Regions from separate parts of the Mus musculus genome. Here region 2 is linked to region 1. Evidence: chromatin contacts called from public capture Hi-C data. All regions are on one chromosome and are shown on one strand. The core of a region is the stretch at or near the end of the contact, and the rest is flanking DNA. Distances in the headings are between cores, read along the strand shown.

The links. Capture Hi-C pulls out chosen DNA fragments and counts their contacts.
Region 2: a contact with region 1 is called in a capture Hi-C map of embryonic stem cells, with 4 times the contacts expected there. The contact joins two enhancer-like sites. A contact is called at or near these places in 1 of 115 datasets of contacts at active chromatin or transcription factors (embryonic stem cells) and 1 of 9 other capture datasets (embryonic stem cells).

The regions. Positions count from the first base shown.
Region 1 is chr6:128,733,625-128,737,151 of GRCm38.p6, forward strand. No RefSeq gene overlaps it. Among named protein-coding and RNA genes, the nearest start is that of Klrb1, 12 kb to the left of the region's middle. Within about 2 kb of position 1,542, at least 25 of the 459 cell types and tissues checked have an H3K27ac peak or open chromatin away from gene starts, as enhancers often do. A contact at or near this core is called in embryonic stem cells, where this site is marked.
Region 2 is chr6:129,073,362-129,076,888 of GRCm38.p6, forward strand. No RefSeq gene overlaps it. Among named protein-coding and RNA genes, the nearest start is that of Clec2e, 26 kb to the right of the region's middle. Within about 2 kb of position 1,985, at least 2 of the 459 cell types and tissues checked have an H3K27ac peak or open chromatin away from gene starts, as enhancers often do. A contact at or near this core is called in embryonic stem cells, where this site is marked.

The sequences.
Region 1 (3,527 bases), core at 292-2,791:
TATTTTTATTTTTGTAGAAGAATCACCTTTCAACCTTGGCCAGACAAGTCTCTTTCAGAAATGGGTGTTGGTCAAAACTGGTGACCACATAAATGGTCCAAGTACTAAAAATAAGTAAGAGCCCTCAGTCTCAAACCCAACATCTATGTAATCAACACCCTGAGACCCCATTTCACTTCCTGTCTCTGCTGGTGTTGCAGATCTCTGCCCCAGGTCTGAGGCCCTTGTCCATGAAGATTTGGTAGCTTTCCAGAACAAAGACCTGCTATATCTCTTCTCTCTCGCTCCTTACAGCCCTTTATGCTCCTTCAACCTCAGCTCTGCCCTCTTTGTCCTCTTTTCCCTTCTCCCTCCCTGACTGTTCACAAACCGATCATCTGCTGCTTCTTCAGCTGTCCAGCAGCAGCTGCCTTGCTGTGTTCACAGCACGACTGCCTACACTCAGCGGTTCCTACCTCTGCTCGTCTGTTTCCTGTCCTGTCACCTCTGCTCTCCCTGCTGCTACTTCCCTAGTGTTACTTGCTCAGACTGAAGTGCTTAGAGAAGGCATGAGAAGACCACTCCATAGAAGCTTTTTGAGGAATGATGTTGCAATACCAGAGGAAGGGCACAGGAGGGCATCAGGGCATCTGGCAGACTTGGTCAGACAGAGCAACCTTCCTGAGAAGCTTGAGAAAAAGCCTTTGGACCAGCATGGCCACTGGTTTCTGACCAGTCACAGCAATTTGGATCATTCACAGCCTTGACTCTTGGGCCAATCTGAGACTTTGAAGTGTATGTTTTAGAAGCACAGGCTGGATTCCTAGTATCAGTCACAGAAGTGTTTTTGCTAGACCACAAGGGAGGTATTTCCCCTCTGTCCTAGGTGAAAATGGTTGCAGGATCATCTAGAGCTCAGAGATAGGGTCTAATCAAGCCCCCTCCCCCATCTCTTTCTCCCTTTTTCTCATTTTTACTTTGTACCCAAAGTAGATCTGGGGATGACTGATGCAATGTAGTACAGCAGGTCTCTAGCATTTACGGAGCCTGGTTGACTTTCTATATGTAATTACTTATTCTCCACCCTCCCTATTCCCTGGTGACCATTTCTCCTTTCCTTGATGTTCACAGGTGACTACTGCAGATGCTTCCTGTGTGTGGAATCAGGCAGCATTTGTTTTCTTTGAGTTGCTTACTTACTTAGTGTAGCTGTCCAGCAGCCAGAGGGAACTGAGAACACCTGAAAGAGAGGCTGGGAATGGAATAGGACAGGTGGGCAAGAGAAGAATGAAGTCAAGACAAAGTTTCTCTGAACATGGCTCAATGTTTAATTTTCAGTTGGTTTTATATAGGCAAAACCCAAAGCCCCATTGACTGGGTTCTGTTGCTTTGTTTCAGCTGGATTGAGTTGCAAAGTAAGCTCAATAGGCTCAAGGCTCTGTAGGAAATGCAAATGTGGCAAGGCCAGGCAGTGAGTCCAGCTGGGTTGTAAAACCTTCAGAGATTTGTTTAGCCTATTCAATGCTGGGGGAAGGGCACAATTTAGCATAAGGTTCTCCAAGTTCTCCTGTTTCCTGAACCATATATCTTCTTTCTAACAGCTGACTACCATTCCACTGGATGAATATACACTTAGCTGTTGGCAGGGATTTAAGCTGGCTACACATCATGTATGGTTATAAAAGTGGTCATGTGATCTCTTAAAGGCCTGAATTTTGATCATTTCAGATGATCAATTTCAGATTTCAGATAGAAGACAGATTACTGAATCAAGCTGCTGTCCCATTTAAGTTTCTGAAGAATATCCACTGTTTTCCAGAGGCTGCACTATTTCACATTCCCACAGACAATGTTCATCACATTCCCACAGACAATGTTCAGAGGCTCCAGTTTCTCCCATTTCTTTGTGATATTTGCCTTCTTCTGTTTGGCTGATAGGCAGGAAGTGATTTGCCATGAAGTTTGATTTACACTGACTTCATGTTTTGTATTCTGTTCCTTCTTTAAAATAATTTTGGCCGTCAGTGTGTTTTTCTTTTTCTGTAGTACCTATTGAAGTCCCTTATTCATTTTTTATTTGGTTATTAAATTTGTAAAAATTGTTGAATCTCCTTGTATATTTTGGACATATATGTAGCAGGGCAGGGACTTCTTCAGCTGGCAAAGAAAAGTCTAAGTCATTAATAGGATGCTGTCTGGTGCCCAGTTGCCCTCCAGAGCACACAGCCAAGTCCAGACCACACATAGTTCATGGCACCCAGATAGATAGAAATCCTGAACCTAGTCCTTTCAAGGAAATGTAACAGTTGGAATGAAATACATACCGAGCTACTGGTTTTCAAAGGAGGTGTCTACAACTGAATGACTCTGATGGGAGGACCAGTGGGCAAAAACTAGTAGCATCCAAATAATGCTTATTATTCTTGTTGAATTCTCGGCCCATGTGTCCCAGCCTCTCCTGCAGTCTAGCATGTAGGAGTCTGTGTCGAGAACTTAAGTGTTGGTGGCCCCAGCAGTTTGCCCTAGGATTCAGGTTTGAGATCTGTTAGTGACCACTGAGGAAGGCCACCTCCTTGTGCAGCCTCATACTGATCTTTCACAGGAAATGTGGAGGGTGACAGGGCAGAAGAATAGAGTCCAGATAAATCTACATGTGGACTGTGCAGCAGAGGGACCAGGCCCATGAAGCTCTGGGAAGTGTGTTTCCCTAGGTGAGCAGCAGGGGGCACTGGGCAGGAAGAGCCTTTGGGCTTCTGAGGGTGCAGTTCCTAGGAGTAAGAGCAGCCAAGTTGAGGTCAGGAGGATTCAAGCCTAGCAGAGAGCCTGAGTTTGGGTCAGGGAAGATCAGCATTTGCTTGTCCTAAAGCTCCCCATTCCTCCATTCCAGGTCAGTTCCTTCACAGGTTATCCAAACGCCATTAAAAAATAAGTAAATAAAAATAAAGCCTATTTTCATTTAATCTATTTGAAATTCAACTGCTAAGTCTAACATGGTTCTACTTAGTTTCATTTAGAAAATTAAATTGATTTCAAATAATTACATTTTAATTCAGCCTGAAATCAAGAGCATTCCTGGGGTTGACATATTTTGAAAATGACAAACTGTCTCATGTCTCCTACTGGTCTGCAGACATGAAACTGACTGGTCCTCGTCACGTGGTGTACAGGTCCATGGTGTTCTCTGAATCAGTTTTTAGTTTCAAAGCAGGGAAGGGTTACAGGAAATGTCCAGCCAAACAGATGCACATTTCCCACAGGCCACAGGCATAGAGCGTATACCACCTGCCCCACATGCTACCTAGGACCTGTTTTAGTCAAGGTTTCTATTCCTGCACAAACATCATGACCAAGAAGCAGTTGGGGAGGAAAGGGTTTATTTCGCTTACACTTCCATGTTGCTGTTCATCACCAAAGGAAGCCAGGACTGGAACTCAAGCAGGTCAGGGAGCAGGAGCTGATGCAGAAGCCATGGAGGGATGTTCTTTACTGACTTGCTTCTCCTGGCTTGCTCAGCCTGCTCTCTTATAGAACCAAGACTACCAGCCCAG
Region 2 (3,527 bases), core at 735-3,234, 340 kb after region 1:
TAAGGAGATGGTATAACCTTTTACATACACTAAGGTAAATTCATGTGTTGACCATGCCCATAGAAATAGTGGGGAATGTAACAGGCCTGCCGGAACTTAGTAGGTCACTAGCTCTTAGCACAACTGACACTATGATGGAAGTAGCACTCAGGTCTTGGAATCCAGCATGTTGACAGCATTGTCTCCCAAAATGTGAACCAAAACCTAATCCATCAAAGCCCATAGTTCAGGAAAAGTGTCTACTTGTACTAATATTGTTTTTTGGCTTTGTAGTTTATAGTTTGCTTCTGGCTAATTGTTCTTTCTGAATGAGGTGTGTTAACCAAGTATGTGGTTTTGTGCTCAAAAGCTCACCCTGGGAAAGATGGGACTACTCTGGGGTCCTGAACAGGCAGTTTAATTGCCAGGTGGCTAATAAGGCTTCTTTATTGGCTTAAACCTATATGTGAGTGTTCTTCTCTGGTGAGTAGCTCACAACAGCTGAGCAAGGAGATAGAAAGAAATAATCAAGCTCAGTGCTGAAATCAATGAAACAGAAACAAGCAAACCAATGAACAACAACAACAACAACAACAACAACAACAACAACAACAACAAAACCATTCAAAGAATCAATGAAACAAATAGTTGGTTCCTTGGGAAAATCAATAAGATTTATGAGTCCTTAGCCAAATTAACTAAAAGACACCAGAGAAGATGTAAATTAACAAAATTAGAGACAAAATGGGTATATAACAAGAGACAAGGAAGAAATCCAGGACTAATAAGGACATACTTTAAAAATCTGTAGTATACCTTATTGGAAAACTTAAAAGACACACATAAATTTGTTGACACATTTCACTTAGCAAAGTCAAGTCAAGATCAGACAGGCATTTAAACAGAACTATAATACCTAGTGAAAAGAAGCAGTAATTAAATGTCTACCCACCATAAAATATCCATGGCCAGATTGATTTAGAACTTTTAAAGAAGAGTTAATGCCAATACTCCTCAAATTATTCCATAAAATATAAACAGTAGAAACATATAATTTTTTTCGAACAAGGCCACAATTATCCTCATACACCTAACACACAACAAAGAAAGACTATTACTGACAAATTTCCCTTATGAACATAGCAAAAGTTCTCAAACTGAATTGTAAGAAAAATAAAAAAGACCATCAACCATGGTCAAGTAAGTATCATATCAGAGATATAGGGATGATTTAAGATGTATAAATCTAATCAATGTTATCTATCAGATAAACAGACTAAAAAGGACAAAACTATGTGATCATCTCATTAGATGAAAAAATACATTTGGAAAAAAATTCAACATCCATTCATGATGAATGTCAACATAAGAAAGGAAAGTTATCCACCCTCTCTATATCTTGAAGGCTTAGCTAGAGCAATAAGACAACAGAAGGAGATCACAAGTATACAAATAGGAGAGAAAGAAGTCAAAATACCTTCATTTGCAGAAGACATGATAGTATATATAAGTGAGTCTCAAAATTCTGTGGGAAAGGTCCTACAGATGATTAAACACTTAGAAGATGGAGAGATCTCCCATGCTCATGGGTCAGTAGGATTAATATAGTAAAAATGACCATTGTACCTAAAGCAATCTACAGATTCCATGCAATCTCTATTAAAAGTCCAACACAACTCTTCATAGTTCTTGAAAGGACAATCTTCAGTTTCATATTGACACATAAAAAAATAAATGATAGTTCAACAATAATGAACAATAAAAGAATTGGAGAAGGTTGTTGTATGCTGGCCTGTGACCTACTTGAACTGAGTACACCAGAGAGGCAGGCTAGGGCTGAAAGAGACTTAGAAGGCGAGAGATTAATGGAGACCAAGACATGATTCCGTTCAAGGTCCTCCAGTTTACTAAGAGAGTCTACTTATAAAAGGGGAAGGCCCATCCCCCACCAGTCCATTCTTGGTGTCTGGAGCCAGCCTGTAGGAGATGTGCAGAATAGGATGTTCCTCCAAAATGTCTCAGGGGCTTCTCAGCAGGTAGTAGTGTCTTGGAGAGAGCAGTGGCAGGTGACAGAACAAAAGAGCCATCTAGGTCGGAAGGCTCCACCCTAAGTAATCTCCTTCTCAGTGGCAGCAAGGTCAGAGTCTGGATCAGCCTGCTTCAGGACTGAGGGAGGCTACAGAAGGTATCACTATCTGTGATCTCAAATTATACTATAAATCTTTAGTGATACAATCAGCATGGTGTTGGCCACAAAACAAAAACCAAACCAGCTGATCATCAGACTCAAATTAATGACAGAGATATAAGTCTACATGCTCATGGATATCTGACATTTTAAAATGATTTATTTTTATGTGCATTGATGTTTTACCTGTATGTGTCTGTGTTTAAGTGTCTATCTCCTAGAACCAGAGTTAAAGATAAATGTGAGCTGCCATGTCGGTGCTGGGAATTGAATTGAGGTTCTCAGGAAGAGCAGCCAACACTCTTAGCAGCTGAGCCACTTCTCCAACTCCTGAACACTTGATGTTTGATAAAGAATCTATAAATACACACCAGAGAAAAGCCAGCATCTTCAACAAATGGTACTGGTGAAACTGACCTTTAAACTCTCTTCACTAGAAAAATGCAAATACATTCATATTTATCAGTCTGCACAAAACTTAGTTTTAAATGGATCAAAGACCCCAGCATAAAACCAGATACACTAACTTGATAAGAGGAAGAGTGAGGAATAGCCTTGAATTCATTGGCACAGCAAAAGACCTTCTGAACTGCGCATGCTTAGCACAGGCAGTAAGATAAATATAAATAAATGACACCCTATAAAACTGAGAATCCTCTGCACATTGTCTGTCATTTAGACAAAGTGGCAGAGTACAGAAGGGAAGTTTTGTGGGTTTTTTTTTTTTGCCATCTGTGTTTGTGATAGAGTGTTAATAATTAAAATACATAAATAACTTGAAAAATTCTTAAAGGAAAATTACAAATGTCTGAGAAACAAAAATATGGTCAATATTCTTATTTATCAGTGAAATGCAAATCAAAACCACATTAAGATTTCATTTTACAGCAGTCAAAATGGCCAAAATAGATTTTAAAAACACCCCCAAAACAAAAACCCAACAGTTCGTGCTGGTGAGGATCCAAGGGGAGCACACATTATTGTTGAATGTGAACTTGTACAGCCACTATGGGAATCAGTGTGGTGGTTCCTCAGTACTCTAGTAATTGGTTTTTACCTTAATTCCCACCTATACTCATATATGGATATATTCAAATGTGCATATACTCAAGGACTACATTTTATAACAGAATACTTGCTCAACTATTTTCATTGGTGCTCTATTCATAATTGCCAGAAATCAGAAACAGCCTAGATGTTCATCAACAGAAAATGGATCAGTAAAATAAGGTACATTTACACAATTTAATATTACTCAGCTATTGAAAAAGAAAAATAATGCAATTGGCAAGTAATTGGATAGAGCTAAAAATGAACCATCCTGAATGAGGTAACCCTGAATCAAAAAGACAAATATGAT